Regions from separate parts of the Mus musculus genome. Here all the other regions are linked to region 3. The links are chromatin contacts, called in public Hi-C and promoter capture Hi-C maps. All regions are on one chromosome and are shown on one strand. Each heading gives the region's core, a stretch centred on a gene start, on an enhancer-like site or on the middle of the called end of the contact. The rest is flanking DNA. Distances are from core to core; before and after follow the strand shown. Region 1 overlaps Rev3l (REV3 like, DNA directed polymerase zeta catalytic subunit). Region 2 holds the start of Slc16a10 (solute carrier family 16 (monocarboxylic acid transporters), member 10). Region 3 holds the start of Ccn6 (cellular communication network factor 6).

What was found. Promoter capture Hi-C pulls out the DNA fragments that hold promoters and counts their contacts. Hi-C and Micro-C count contacts between places; a contact is called where the count stands out from the background.
Region 1: a Hi-C map of Th2 cells shows a contact between it and region 3, with 2.5 times the contacts expected there. The contact joins the enhancer-like site here to the promoter of Ccn6 in region 3. A contact is called at or near these places in 1 of 39 promoter capture datasets (hippocampal neurons), 4 of 15 datasets of contacts at CTCF or cohesin (embryonic stem cells, large pre-B cells, pro-B cells and 1 more), 17 of 484 Hi-C or Micro-C datasets (CD4 T cells, the P5424 cell line, Th2 cells and 11 more), 21 of 115 datasets of contacts at active chromatin or transcription factors (the 230-238 cell line, the NIH/3T3 cell line, the SCID.adh cell line and 17 more) and 2 of 9 other capture datasets (embryonic stem cells and liver).
Region 2: a promoter capture Hi-C map of embryonic stem cells shows a contact between it and region 3, with 4 times the contacts expected there. The contact joins the promoter of Slc16a10 here to the promoter of Ccn6 in region 3. A contact is called at or near these places in 8 of 39 promoter capture datasets (the 3T3-L1 cell line, the C10 cell line, cranial neural crest and 4 more), 2 of 15 datasets of contacts at CTCF or cohesin (embryonic stem cells and pro-B cells), 3 of 115 datasets of contacts at active chromatin or transcription factors (T-cell acute lymphoblastic leukemia and embryonic stem cells) and 2 of 9 other capture datasets (embryonic stem cells and liver).

The regions. Positions count from the first base shown.
Region 1 is chr10:39,792,112-39,794,853 of GRCm38.p6, forward strand. The region is part of intron 3 of Rev3l (REV3 like, DNA directed polymerase zeta catalytic subunit); the gene reads left to right. Among named protein-coding and RNA genes, the nearest start is that of Rev3l, 61 kb to the left of the region's middle. Within about 2 kb of position 1,335, at least 33 of the 459 cell types and tissues checked have an H3K27ac peak or open chromatin away from gene starts, as enhancers often do. A contact at or near this core is called in the P5424 cell line, the SCID.adh cell line, T-cell acute lymphoblastic leukemia and 3 more, where this site is marked.
Region 2 is chr10:40,140,667-40,143,504 of GRCm38.p6, forward strand. It overlaps Slc16a10 (solute carrier family 16 (monocarboxylic acid transporters), member 10), which reads right to left and starts at 1,588. Exons shown (of 6, transcript NM_001114332.1): 1 at 1,037-1,588. The coding sequence starts at 1,370.
Region 3 is chr10:39,162,518-39,165,427 of GRCm38.p6, forward strand. Ccn6 (cellular communication network factor 6) reads right to left here and starts at 1,277. Exons shown (of 5, transcript NM_001127376.1): 1 at 1,076-1,277. The coding sequence starts at 1,123.

The DNA.
Region 1 (2,742 bases), core at 85-2,584, 630 kb after region 3:
GTCTTTCCTTTTTGAGCTTGTGGTACTACTTAGGAAACCTTCAAATGACTGCATATGCTGGTTTCTGAGACTTTGACACCTCCTTTGATTATCCTCATACTTGCATGATCATTCATCTTGGTGCCGCTGCGTATTGTTGCTGTTTTTTCTTTCATATTGGTGATTGTTTCTTAGGGACTGCCTTTATGTCTTCATCTTCTCCCTTTTATATTTATATTATTTATTCATTTTTATGAATGTGACCTTTAAGTTAGTATGAATGTCTCAGTTTTCCTCTTGAGTTCCCAGTCAATACATGAAACCACTAACAGGGTAAATAGACTCTCAGTGTGCTTAAGACTGAGGACTCACAGAGAAGATGTGATGTCAGCTTTATAGCCTTTTCATTTTTGTTTGTGTGAGTTTAAAAAATACATTGTGGGCTGTGAATGTGAGTATAGGCGCCTGCAGAGGCCAGTGTCATTTGGTCCTGTGAAGCTGGAGCCACCCAGCGTGTGTGCTAGGAACCAACCTGGGTCCTTTGCAAGACTAATATGCCCTCTTAAGTACTGAGCCATTCCATCTCTCCAGCCCTTTTTGTGTGATCTTTAATACCATTTAAATTCTCTTGAAGATTCATCACTTCATTTATAAAATGTTAGCATGGACTTGTAGTAAGTTCTGCTTGAGGTTAAGCGTTTGTAATATATAACCTATTCAGTATATAGACCTCAAAAGTATGTTAGCTATGCCTTCAGTGTTAAAACATTATGATTGTTCCTGTTCATTTTCAGTGGGACCTCCGCTAGAATGTCCCACTATACTAAAACTAAGGACGTTTAGAGCTGTTTTTAATTTTTCTGAAACCAAAATGACAACCAAACCAAAACTACTTTTCTTTCATTCATTACATTTTCAATAAACACATGACCACCATTTGGCTTAATCTCAATTCTTCCCTAGCTTACCATCCATCTCCAGTCAGTTCCTCAGATGTGACCATGTCACCCTTACAGTTCTCCTGACTCTTTGGCAGATGTTTGTCTTATAACTATCAATCTAGGTTTTCCACTGTAGCCTCCTGATATGATTGTTTTGTTTGCCTGCTATTTACTTCTCCAGCAAATTATATACTGCTTCATATTTAAGTAGGATGACTGTAACCTGACTTCACATTTTAAGTAGGTTGTCTATAATCTGACTTCAGGCATTTCTTTCAGTTTTGACACTAGACTACATACAGTATCTATGGCTTCCCTTCCTGAATATACTGCTTTCTTATAACCTTTACTGTACCCTACTATGTTAATGTGAAACACTCTTCCCTCTCTTCAGAGAGTTGAACCTGTGGTTTGTTTAACTTCCTGCTTAGACTACTCACAGAGGCCTTCCGGAGACACCTCTGCCTCTCAGTTCTTGGCATAGGACTTTTTTTGATGTGCATTGTTGATGTTGCTTATGTTCCCTATTATGAAGGAACTAGCATTTCCATGGTAACACTGTCTCTAGTGGTGGACTTATGGTTGATATTTCTTTGGGGAATTTTTAGTGGTGTATATGAAGTTATTTCTGTATTTTTTTTTAATATTGGAAAGCAGAAAAAGATTTATCCAATGTTGCCACAATTGAGATGAGGGACCAAGACATCTAGCTAGGAAACCCTCTCCTCTTACATACCAGTTTATTTTCAACATCCTGAAGTAAGAGTAAACTTTAGAAAGTGAATATATACACATTTAAACAGTTTTACTCAAGGTGTGACACAGCCCACCATTGACCTCATTGACTAGGCCTGAGTTTCATCCTTTAAATTAGTCAGACACGTTGTTAGAACTGTGTGAATTCTTTTCTAGAGACAAGTTTCCTATACAGTTGGTGCCTTTTTCTTCCCCCAGCATGAAATTTCTAGGGGACTCCCTCCTCACTTTGGTAATTCTTTGTTTTAGTAGTCTGAGACTCAGTAGTGTGAGACTCACAAGTGTCTTTTTAAAATGTCTTCATTTGTCAAGACCAGTTACAGTTTTTCGTTTTCTGTTTAATACCTACATCTAAAAAGAATGCAAGTAGGAACTAAGGTTAGAACATGTTTAATTAGTGCCAAGTAGCCACGTATAAGAACCATTTTGGGGGGCTAGAAAGATGTCTCGGCAGTTAAAAGCATGTGTCGCTCTTGCAGCAGACCCAGGTTTGATTCCAAGCCACCCACATGATGGTTCATACCCATCAGTAGCTCCAGCACCATGGGATGTCCTCTGACCTCCATGCAAGTACACTTAGTAGACAAAAATATCTGAAAGGAAACACTTGTGCACAAAAAATAAGTTAAAAATTGTTTTAAATAAAAAAATTTGGAAAAAAAAAACCTGTTGGCTTTTAGTTACCTTTGGAAGGGCTGGCTCCATCTTGGTAATCTAAGATGGGATCTTGTTGGAAGCCTAGGCAGACCACAGGCCTCCTTCCTGCTTTGCCTTGCCGAGTGCTCAGAGTATAGGCAAGCACTGCCAGGCCTAGGATGAATTTCTCTAATGCTTTTCTTAGGTGGTTTTAATTTTTTCCCATTTAATCCATGAATTGTTTTTTTTCATTGAGAAAAATTCATTTTACTTTAAGACTGTGGTTTAAACTTTTAACTTGAAATAAAATACATATTTCTAGAAAAAATGAAATGAAAATTTTAAGTATTAGTGGGAATTTCTTTTGTCTTCTATATTTCTGTAATCATTGCTTCATTTGATAATGAACATAATTCTCTAACTTTCTTTT
Region 2 (2,838 bases), core at 338-2,837, 980 kb after region 3:
AGCCAGAATTAAATAGTGAGACCCTGCTGTAGTTTTTAAAAGACTATTATTGCCCAGTATGGTGCAGAATGTTCTTATAATCCCAACTGAGCCAAGAGGATCTTGAGTTCAAGGCCAGGCTGAGCAGAGTGAAACACAGAAATTATTGATCTTATTAAGTTTCCCAAAAGGCAGCAGTGGCCCGATTTAGCAAAGAGACTCTCAGTCTCCAAGTCAGGCGATGAGGTCTATCTTTATTCTGGTCCTCACTAAAACACTTCATTTCCCTGACTTTCCATTTTCTCACCCAAGCAGAGCTGACAACACCTGCCCGGCAGCATGAGATGAAATAATGGGGGAAATGTTATGCAGACGGTCCTAGACTTGACTTTTGCATAATCAGTCAGAAAGCATTTGACAAAAATGCGGAGTCTGCACCTTTTGCATTTTATTTCCACAAGGCAAAAAAAACGTCAACATAACAGAAGGTCCAACCCCTTATCTTCCTCTTACCATCCCACGTGGCTGCCTCCTATGCTGTCTAAATATAGTAGAGCGTGCAGAGAGACAACCGACTACCACTTTTAATGGGCTGCCTTTGGGACTCCCTGTGACCTTGGGATCCACTTTTCCATTTTGCCAATCTCCCGTCCTGGCCTGCGCTGCATCTACCCAAACACACCTTTCCTTCTGCAGCATGGCAGGCAGATAACCACACCACCGTGGCGGTCACAAAGCAGACTGTAAAAGTGATAATGCAGTGTTGTTGGTGCTGGAACGTTCAGTTTATTTCCCACCACTAAGAGGAAAGTACTGTGGATTCTTGGCGCCCACTGTGCAGAAAGGAGGAGTCCAAAGCCTCAGGCAGGTACAACTCTGCAACTTGCTTGCCTTTGGGTTCCATACAAAACTGGCAGAGGGAAGCCCCAAGCTGCAGGTTGCAAGTGAGACGGGTCAGGCTCAAAGCTCACACCCTCCCAACACAAGAGGACGCACCAAAAGCTCCCATTTCCCACCCCGCATGCCCTCCTCCCCTCGGCCCGCAGCAACGTCCCACCTGTCTTGAAGGCCATGTTGTCATCGTCCTTGGCCTTGAAGGTGTCCAGCATGGACACGAAGAGCACCCCGTAGGCGTTCTGGATGCCAAACACCGACCCGTTGCACCACATGGCCGCCAGCATCACCAACCAGCCCCAGCCGCCCTCGGGGGGAACGGGGGGCTCACTGCCCGCTGACCTCGTCAGCTCCACCTCCACTTTCTCTGCGGCCACGTCGGAGACATCCGAGGGTCCCGGGCCGGGCAGCGGAGCGTCATCCGAGGGCGCGGGCCCGGGCGGCTGCGCCTCGTTCGTCTCCCGCTCGGCGGCGGGCTCCTCCTGGGACGGCACCATGTCCCGAGGCGGCCCCGTCGGGCACCGAGAAAGCTTGCGGGCGCAAGGTCCCGGGGTGGCTCGCGGAGCCTGGGACAGCCGCGCGGACGGAGGAGGGAGGCCGAGGCGAGGACACTGGAGCCGCGGGCAGGCGGGCGGGCGGGCGGGCGAGAGGCGCACACCGCAGACACCGCCTAAGGCGGCCAGAGGACTTGACACACCGGCTGCCCCTCGCGCCTGATTACGCCGGCCTCCAGCCGCCTCTTAAAAGCGCCCCTCCGCCCTCCCGCACCGCCTAGGGGCGTGGCCACCAGAGGGCCTTACACCCTGAGCCCACAGGTGATTGGGCATCCGCAAGCGGAGGCTCCGCCCCGTGAGGGGTGTCCAATGACCGCCCGCGCGCGCGCGCTTGAAGGCGTGCCGCCAAATTAGCTACCTCCAGGAGTAATGTCACCTCCTCTCAGCATTAACCTTAGAAGTTCTTGGGGAGCGTCTCCTACGTGTGGCCTGCGAAGGTGATCAATCGATCAGGTAATGCTTACCCTCACTGGAATAGAGAGTCACAAATGACAGTTTAAATTTCATATTTGTTGTCCCTTTTGTGCTAGTTATAATATAAAAGATTCCTTATGCCACGTACCTACTTAAAAGGCAATTCAGGAATCAGAGACCTTGTTTAATTACTCCAATTCCGCGAACATACAGTTTGTTTTGAATACTTGGCACAATGAAGATGCTCATTTTGGAAGACAGACTGTGATTCTAAATTTTTCAACTAACAAACATTTTTGACGGGCAGCTAGAAAGCAATACTTTTAAACTTCACAAGTTGTCCTCACACTAAATAAAGAACCAACACTTATATTCAATTCCTCTGCCCCCTGAAGCATCTTATTCTGATGTATCTTCTTAATTTCTCAGATATTTAGATTACTCACTCCAAACAAAATCAAAATATGCTAGTTACTTAAGCACCAGTGTGGTGGGTTATACAATAACTGTGATTATCACATTCTTGCTTCTCTCTGTCCTAAACTAGTAAGTAAAAACAGTCCAGAAATAGAAAGTGGGGTGCAATAGGGTTAAACACTGGGACATCAGCTAGGAGGTAGGAGCACAAGCCTTGTATCCCAGTACTCCGGAAGCAGAGGCAGGCAGATCTCTGAGTTCTGGGCCAGTCTGGTCTACAGAGTGAGTTCCTGGACAGTCAAAGCTACACAGAGAAACCCTGTCTTGAAACCAACTACCCCCATACCCCCACCCCACCCCCCAAAAAAGGATAGTATGTAAGAAAGTAAGTTTGAGCTGAGCTATGATTAGCCACATGGTTCTGTGGACAAGGACAAGCAAAGAGCCTTCCAGCCAAAGAAACAGAGAAGAAACCAAAGACAGGGGAGGGTCCAGAGGAGTGTTCTGGGAATACAGGGCAATGTGGGTGCTTTAGAGATTAAGTTAAAATAGCACAATAGCTTGGATATATATTACCCCT
Region 3 (2,910 bases), core at 27-2,526:
TCTTTGTATTTGCACTTGTTTTCTATTCTGTACATTTCTCTGTGTGCTAGAATATTTGCTGTTTAAGAACATGCTCTAAAAAAAACTAAAAAAAAAAAAAGAACATGCCCTAGTCCTCAGTTGACAGTAACCACCTGCCTCTCCTGAGAGTGTAGAACAGGAGAGAGCTGGGCACAGAGCTATTGAAGAAATGTCCTCCAGCTGTGCCAGCAGGAAGAACCCATCGCTGAGATCCTTCTTAGGAGCCTTCTGAAACCTCACACCTCTAGACGGTATAACAACTCCCCTTACTGTATAGAATACCTCTGCTGCCCCAGCCATGTTCAGCTCCAACTCCTTACCCTTCCATGTTTTCTATGTCACCGGAAGAGGTCAGAGCCAGCAGTGACCTTCATGTAAATAAATCAGCAAGTAACTCTGTCTGCTTTAATCTTCTCAATCAAAAACACTAAGGCAATGAATTGCTCATTTTAAATTAAACTTCATATGCTCTGCCCTCCGAATTATTTAGAGCTTCCACGGACAGATTCACTCACAAAAAGTGAAAGACCCAAGGCTTGAGAAAAGATAAAGTAAAAGTTTAACACTAAATGTTCCTTCCTAAGCGTTCCTTTCAAACAAGGACAGGCTTAGCTGGGGGAAAAAAAAAAAATCATTGCCAAACCCGTTTTTTTGCCAGGAGCTCTTTGCATGCTACAAGCTGTGAAAAGGCGAGCCCGCCTGCCCTTGTGTTCGCCCGCCCGCGCCTGCAACCTCTCATGAAGGGATCATGTTTACAGCTGTGGCCGTCAGTGCTACCCATCCGAGAGCTGGGGTGGACTGTGTAAATAGACATAAGGGAACACTAGTGGACTGTTCACACATTGCAAGAAGGCTTCAGTGTGTACACCTCAAAGGGGGAAGTGTCCAGCATCGAGACGAAACTCCCAAGCTAAAACTGAACGTTCTGGAAAGGAAAATGGCTCCCCATTTCTCATTAAATAATTACCCGTATATTTCCCCCATTTCTACCTTGCAGCTGTACTTTGGGCCTGGAGATGTACAGCTGGAGTCTGAATGTGAAACAAGGACTTACCTGTGTCAGCCCAGTCATGAGCAGAGTGCAAAAGAGGAGCCTACGCATGATGCCGGGAGGATGGAGAGATGGAGAAGCGCCAGGCACAAAGCTCCCCTGTCTCCTGCACAAGGAACCACGTCTCCACCTCCTGGGCTTCAGACTCCCGGGTTGCACTTTCCGTCTGAGGATCTGTCCCAGTGCCCTGCGGATTTCACTGGACTTCTAGAAGCTCCTTGGGTCTGCACGGTGTGCGTCAGGAGGGGCCAACACCTTCCTACAGGGACTCTGCGAGAGCAAGTGGAGGTTGTTCTCTGAGGGAGGACGGACATCCTGTTCTTGAGATCCAAGCCCGTCTTCCAGGAGTTGGGTGGCATTGGACATCTTTCCCACCTTGCCCTTGGTCTCTCTGATTTCTCTGCCGGGTGTTGGTCCAGTCTCTCCCCATTTCATGTCACTTGAGTTTCATGTCCTACCAACAGCAGATTCTAGAGGCCTTTCCTGAGCTGGTGAGCAGCCCCCACCCCATGTCGTCCTATACTCCGACACATCTCACCCCTGGGGCAATGGTAAGGGGTTAACCTAGTGGGTGTAAGTAGACTCCCCACAGCACATTTGCTTAAACTAGGCTCCTATCTGCAGTTGTAGTTTTGTGGGAGACAACAGAAAATTAACCCTAGGTTTCCCCAATTAGGTTTTCCCAATTAGATTTTCCCAATTAGAAAATTGGAGTGAGAATTTTTTTTAACATACGAAACACTACAAGATGCCCATTAATACATATAATTTTGTTTTTGTGTATCAGTTAAAACAATCTTTAAAACTCTAAAAAGTAAGTTACTCTGAATTTGAACCATTTCTCCAGAAACACACCATGTGTGCACACACATGTGGCCACCAGCCTGTCCCCTCCTGTGTTGTCACCAGGACAAGAGTTAAGAGTATCCATTTTAACCTTTGTTCTTTCTCTGTCCAAGTCTTGTCTTCCTGAAGATCCAGCAGGCGAAACCTACCTTCCCACAGCTCTTCTCCCTTTGGCCTGTCACGTGATCTACAGTGTCCGGGCCTCTTTCTTCCCACCCTTATGAGCATGAATTTAGCACATAAGTAAGGCCTCCCACAGCGGTGACCTCTGGGAGGCTGTGCTCCCACAGAGCCAATAGCACATGAGCATGCACACATCACAGTAGCCTGCAGCTATATGTGCACTGGGCCACCCAGATGGTACCCTTCTTAGTTAGGGGTTTACTGCTGTGGACAGACACCATAACCAAGGCAACTCTTATAAGGACAACATTTAATTGGGGTTGGCTTACAGTTCAGAGGATCAGTCCATTATCATCAAGGTGGGAGCATAGCAGTATCCAAACAGGCATGGTGCAGGCATCTCAAGGCAAACAGGAGAAGACTGACTTCCACACAGCTAGGACAAGGGTCTTAAAGCCCATGCCCACAGTGACCCACCTATTCCAAAAAGGCCACACCTCCAAATAATGCCACTCTCTGGGCCAAGCTTATACAAACCTCACAGTACCCTTTTCATTTGCCACCCTAAGGTCTTGGATCAGTTAAATGTCTGGCAAATGGATCTTGAAGAAGGGCTTATGTTGGCTCACACTTGGAAGGCACAGTCAATCATGGCAGGGAAGTCATGGCAAGAACATAAGGCCACTGTTCACAATGCATTCACAGTCGGGAAGCAGAGATGAAAGTCAGAGCTCAGTTTGCTTTATCCTTATCTAGGCTGGGACCCTGTCCCGCAGGACAGTGCCGCCCAAATCCAGGGTAGGTCTTCCCATCTCCCTTAATCCTTTCTAAAAACACCCCTACAGATCCAAGGAAGGACATATTTCATA